Regions from separate parts of the Gossypium arboreum genome. Here region 2 is linked to region 1. The links are chromatin contacts, called in public Hi-C maps. All regions are on one chromosome and are shown on one strand. The core of a region is the stretch at or near the end of the contact, and the rest is flanking DNA. Distances in the headings are between cores, read along the strand shown. Region 1 has its middle 19 kb from the start of LOC128295384. Region 2 holds the start of LOC108450647 (acyl-coenzyme A thioesterase 2, chloroplastic-like).

What was found. A called contact is a pair of places that touch in the nucleus more often than the background predicts.
Region 2: a contact with region 1 is called in a Hi-C map of leaf, with 2.7 times the contacts expected there. The contact joins the promoter of LOC108450647 here to the enhancer-like site in region 1. A contact is called at or near these places in 2 of 5 Hi-C or Micro-C datasets (both in leaf).

The regions. Positions count from the first base shown.
Region 1 is chr7:6,256,986-6,260,522 of ASM2569848v2, forward strand. No RefSeq gene overlaps it. Among protein-coding and RNA genes, the nearest start is that of LOC128295384, 19 kb to the left of the region's middle. Within about 2 kb of position 2,171, at least 1 of the 2 cell types and tissues checked has an H3K27ac peak or open chromatin away from gene starts, as enhancers often do. A contact at or near this core is called in leaf, where this site is marked.
Region 2 is chr7:6,294,865-6,297,934 of ASM2569848v2, forward strand. LOC108450647 (acyl-coenzyme A thioesterase 2, chloroplastic-like) reads left to right here and starts at 1,771. Exons shown (of 5, transcript XM_017748368.2): 1 at 1,771-2,415; 2 at 2,515-2,692. The coding sequence starts at 2,026.

The DNA.
Region 1 (3,537 bases), core at 921-3,420:
TTCTAAAATTATTTTAAAAATTGTTATGTACTTTTGAATAGCAATATAATGTTTCCAAATTTTGAGTTTTTCATTTAATTTATATTAAAATATGATCTGAACAAGTTTTTAATTTAATTTAATTTAATTTAATTTCAATCAATCATATTAAAATCCAATTTAATATTAATTGAACAAATAACTCAAATTTTGAAGAGAACTTATTATCATTCAATAAGTAAATAACATTTTTAAAATTTTGAAACTTTTTATATTTTTATATTTTTTAAATCTCAAATTTATTTTTAAAATTAAAAATATATTTTTTAGGATTTCTTATTAAAAATATAAAAATTATAAAAAAACATTTTGTTTTTATATACTTTTAAAAGTAAGGACTAAGTTGACAAAAATTGTGATTGTTGAGGACCTGTTATACCACCTCCGCTGGCAACTACATGTGTCACCATTGTACGAACCTCACACTGAGTGGACCTCCAACATCGAATTACCTCGATTAGACCCATGTCTAATGAACCTAGACTATCATTGTTATGAATGCATAGAACATTGCGCCCATTGATTGCTAAGTCATTCTAATATGTCACATCATTGACCAATAAGATCACGTCGTCTTCTCTGCAAAAAGACAAGATATGACTTTCCCTCCATTGAGAACTCAATACATGGCGCGCCCTCCTTTTCATGTATATAAACCCTCACACATACAGAGAATACAAAAAAAAGGACCATAACCATCTCATTTTTCCTTCTTCCTCCTAGCCATTCTCACCACCATTCTAGCCACCAAGGTACAACAGCTTTCTGCCCTACCAGAGTGAACTGTCACATTTCCTTCTTCTCCTTGTTGATTCTTACTATCAATAAGGCTAAAAAAGTTAATTTAGCTCCTTCATATCTATAAAATGGGATGAAAGAATCAAGATTTTAAATAAAAAGTAAAAAGACTCAATGTTTCAAAATTAAATTATAGAAACTAAACTTTAAATTTTAAAAGATTACAACATGTTTAAACCTTTTGAATCTATCAATTTCAAATCCCTATGCTTAAAAATAGAATAAATTCATACATAGAATAGATAAATAAAATTCAAATATGTTGTGATTAGGGTTAAGTGGTGCCCACAACTTGAAAAAAATCTACAATAAAAGAATGGTTTTAGATCTTGTAAAAATAATAAAATAAATATAAATAAAAGGGAAAATTAAATGTAATTAACAGTAATCCGAAATAATAAAGAATAAATCAATACATTAAGATTTCTAGCCTCAGGTATGATGTCAGCTTTGGTATCAAAATTGATTACAAATTCTAAATGTTTCTTTACTCAAAAATAAGATGGTTAGAGCGATGATAGGACGGATTCAAACCACCAATCTTTTCTTAATTTGTAAATTAATTACAAAAATAGCTCCACCATTAACTCTTGTCAGTCGAATAACTCTAAGTGACTGCTCCTAAAATTTAATTCACCACTACCCTTATGGATAAAGACTTGACTCTAATTAATAAAATTTAATGTACAATTCATTTAAATTAGATCATTTATTCTTACAATATAATTTAACTGTTCTCTTAATTGAATATTAATTTGTTCTATTTATTAAAATAAAGAGATAATTGTGGATCTAAATATACTATTTATTTATTTATTATCTTAAAAAAAAACAAGAGATCCTTCTTAAAATGATATTAAAAACAATAATAAAATAAGGTCCTATCATTTTCATAAAACATAAAATGATCAAATATCAATGAAACACTTTAAATCTCACAGTTCTAATAAAACCTAGTTTCAATTTACCCTTGGTTAGAAAATAAAATAAAGCTAGCTACTCATAACTAAGATAATGTCGAAAATATTATTAAACAATAAAAAATTACTGAAAATTACCTCAATAAGATTTATCTTGAATTCTCTTCTATAAAAATAATACAAAATAATCTTAAATTAACTAAATCACCTAATATAAAAAAATATCCTTTAAAGGAAATTTTCTAATACAAAATATCTACTAATCTTATGGTAGTTAACTTTGATAATAATAAAAATGTATCCTTTTTTACTTCCCAAATTTCATCAAGTGCGCCAATGAAATATAGTGCTGTACCGGGCAATTGAGTCCAATCCCATAACTCTATGCGGCTCAAAACCAATCCCAGCAAGTTATGAGCCAATTTAGACTCCACTTGGAAAATGAGTCCAATCCAAACCACCCTATCATCCAATCTAGTAATGGCTATAGCCACCTTCATGATTCCATTTAGCTCCTCTTTTAGAGACTCGGCCCAAAGTTTCCTCTCATCCAATTTAAAAAAATGTTATAAACTTATAAAATTTGATTCAATCAATTCATATCCTATCACAAGTTAATGAAATATTTATCTTGTTCTAGATTAATGAACCTATCAATTTTTTATTCAACCAATCGATCTGATTTAATTTTAAAAACACAAATTCTGATTGTATTTAGCTTTGTCTTCTTGGATAAATTCAGAAACCTTTGCATTTAACAACAAAGTCCCGCTTCTAGAGAATGGACTATGGTGATTAAGGATGTGCATGATTCAGTTAAAACTAAATTAATCAACCAAATTAAATTAGTTTGATTAATCAGTTTGTCACTGAAATTAATTAGATAAAAAATAGGGCTAAAGTTTTGTGAAAGTTTGGTTATCTATTACTTCCATTCAAAAACAAGTAATTAACTTAAATTTATAATATATATAAGCCCAGAATATTGTATAAGCCCAATATATATCATATATCTATAAGCCCGTGTATATAAACAAGATGGACGTATAACTATTGATATAATGGATTAAAGAAAATATATTTTGAAAAATAAAAAGGTAAATTATACTCAAAGTCACTAAACTATTAGTAAGTTTATATTTTGATCATTCAACTTCAAAAATTTATAAAATGATCACTAAACTATTCTAAAATTTTTATTTAAGTCATTGAATTGTCAAAATCATTAATATATGGCCTTCTATGTTTGTATCACCTGCACCAATCAAAAGCTCTCATTCTCCTTCTTTTCTATAATTCATTTTTTTTATGAAACAACTTTCAACATCACAAATTTACAAACTAAAATCCAAACAACTTTCTTCTTTGATCTTTAACACTAACTGTCAGATCGACTTGGATCTAAGATATGTTCTTCTACTCATCGATAGGTACCGATTCACTGTACTGATCATCGAACTATTGCTTGGAGTCCGCCAGCCAGACTATTTTTCAAAAAAACTTAATAGATTAGTGACTTAAATAAAAACTTTTAAATAGTTCGGTCACTTAAGTGAAAAGCTTTGAATAATTTAGTGATCATTTTGTAACTTTTTGAAGTTGAGTGGCCTAAATATAAACATACTAATGATTAAGTGATATTAAATGTAGTTTACCCAAAATAAAATTAAAATAGAAACCAAACCTAACGAAAAAAAAAACTAAAATTCTAGAACCTACATCCGTTTTGTTTTTGTACGTAATGATTTTTTTTTTTATTTTGTGTGTTCATTTTGTTATT
Region 2 (3,070 bases), core at 521-3,020, 37 kb after region 1:
TGATAAATTATACCTTCTCAACTTCTTCAATTTCTCTTGTTGTAACTTATGCAACAAGAGAATGAAATTTGGATTATATATAGCCTAAGAGATAGTGGGATGCATTGTCACCAGCACTATTGAAAAGGGCATCTAGCTGGGAGCTTTTTCAGTACTTTTGCTGACAGTGCATCCTGCTTGGAGCGTTTTTCAACCCCAACTATCATATTTCTCGGGAATCCCGAGATATTTTTTTAGAACCATTTTCTCAAAATTATTTTTTCAGAATCATCAGTACAAAAAAAAGTCCACTTGAAAGCTTTTTTTGTACTATTATTGACTGTGCATCCTACTTAGAGTGTTTTTTTTAAAAAAAAAACAATATCCATCTGTGTTTTTTAAAAAAAAACAATATCCATCTCATCAAAATAATTTTTTCAAAACATATCACATCAAATTTATTTTTTCATATCCTATCTAGAGGTGTGCATGGGCAGGGCGGGCCAGGCCCAACTAAAAGTTTAGGCCCATTTGCTAGGCCCGGGCCTGGCCCAGCCCAAAAAATAGGCTTAAAATTTTGCCCAAGCTTGACCCGAATAAAAATGTTAAAACCCGAGCTCGACCAGGCCCGCCCATATTAATTTTTATATTATTTTTTATATAATTTTAAAAAATATATAAACCATCAAAAATACTAAAAACATCAAATAAATATTTCTCAACAAATTAAAAATAAATTTTGAAAAATATGTATACTTAAATAACACTAAAATAGATGCAACTTAACAAGCAAATGTTTCTAAAATAATAACAAAATTAACAAATGTCTTTACAATAATAAAAAATTAACAATAAAATAAGTTTTATATAATATCTAGACAATAACAACAAAATAGTAGCAATATAATAGTAAAATAGTAGCAAAATAGGGAGAAAATAATATTAAAAAAATTTGTCATGTAGTGAATTCGGGCCGAGCCCGGCCAAAAATGCCTTACCCAAGGCCCGACCCGTTTTTTAAACGGGCCTTATTTTTTTGCCCAAACCTATTTTTCGGGCCTATATTTTTACCCAAACCTTCCCACATTTCGGTCGGGCCGGGTGGCTCGGCCCATGCACACCTCTAATCCTATCTTGTCAAATTTATTTTTTCTAGAACAATACTTAGCAATTAAAAAATTTAACCATAAACTATAGACCCTAAACTAAACTTTAATTTTTTTTTCTTAAACCTTAAACAAACCCAAAAATCTTAAACCTAAGCCCTAATTTGTAAATAACTCAAAAACCCTAATCAAGCACCGGGAAAAACCGTCCTGCCAGCTCTTTTTACTAAAGCACGTCCACGTCAGTGCACTTTTGCTTTACATCAGCAAAAACGCATCCTCGATAATACGCTTTTCTGTGTTATCCCCTGAAAATACGTCCACATCAATTTATTTTAGTATTTTCGATCCATACCCATCATTATTTTTTTGAATGATTCATTTCCGTAAATAATTTCGGAAATGGAACTTTATTAGTACTATGCTTGCAACTTAATTGATCTTTTAAATACTTTTTAAAGTTTTTTTTTTTACATATAAACACTAAAAAAAAGAGGTTAAAGCTCTCTTTACTCCTCACAACTGTCCATAATTAAAAAACAAATAAATAAAGCAGGGTAGGGGCTGGGGCAGAGGTGATCCATGTGGAGCTTTTATTTCTTTTAATTATTTAATTAATTATAATAGTAAATTATGCAAATAAATTACAAACATAAACAAAAAAATCAAACATGATAAATATTTAAAACAATATTATAATATAACCTCATGTTTATTACGTGATGAATTCTTATGGAGTATAATTTTCATTTTACTATAATTAAAAAAACTCATAAATTATAGTAAAATGCTTACAACCAGATGTTTAAAGGTTTGACTGATTGCTGAGAGGAAATTGGCCCCTAAAGAAGCAAATTTCACAAACAAAAACAAACCCAAAACCTGAAATCCCAATATTCGCCCACCCATTTGCAAGGATCACCTTGAAAATCACATATCCATGGAGTTTAATTGCTCATCTCCTACCACCATCCCCGTGGTTTCAACTTTTGCATCTCCCTTTGACACTTCTGCCGCTGTCAATGGCTCAGACTCCACCTCAACCCGGAAGCCCATCAGCCTATGGCCAGGAATGTACCATTCACCAGTAACCAATGCTTTATGGGAAGCCAAGTCCCAGATCTTTGAGAGACTCCTTGACCCACCAAAAGATGCCCCCCCTCAGAGCGAGTTGCTCACCAAAACCCCTTCTCAAAGCAGGACCAGCATCCTTTATAATTTATCATCAGACTACATTTTGAGAGAACAGTACAGGGATCCCTGGAATGAAGTTAGAATTGGGAAGTTGCTTGAAGACCTTGATGCTTTAGCTGGGACTATCTCTGTCAAGGTACCTTTTTTTTTTTCTTTTTTGCAGTTTGGGGATTATAAATTAGCAATCTTTTTGTCTTTTGAATGGCTGAAGTTGTGTGGTTTGTTTGTGAATTAGCATTGTTCAGATGATGATAGCACAACAAGGCCTCTTTTACTGGTAACAGCTTCTGTTGACAAGATTGTTTTGAAGAAGCCTATTAGTGTTGACATTGATCTCAAAATAGTTGGTTCTGTCATATGGGTTGGGAGGTCATCAATTGAGATTCAACTAGAAGTCATTCAGTCCACGGAAGGTGCTTTAATCTTAAACTTATGATTAACTCACTGTAATTTTGCATTTAAGATGAAATATGACTTTGAGTATTTGCAGATATGTTTTTAGTACAAATCTGTTGAGACATTACTTTAGTATTAGCTATCAAGAATGCATAAATTCCATGTCAGTTGTTTCTTCACATTTGCTAATTCTTCAGACATATATAGTTGCAGAACTATTGGAACTCAGAGTCCTATGTAATTAATCTTAGTGCTAATGAAAATCCAAGATAAAGCATGAACTTGTGTACCTATTTTTAGTTTTCACTTCTCATATACTCTATTGATCATGCTACATTCCTTACAGATTCCTTTTCATAACTCGTATATCGATTGACGAGAATTAAAGCCTTATT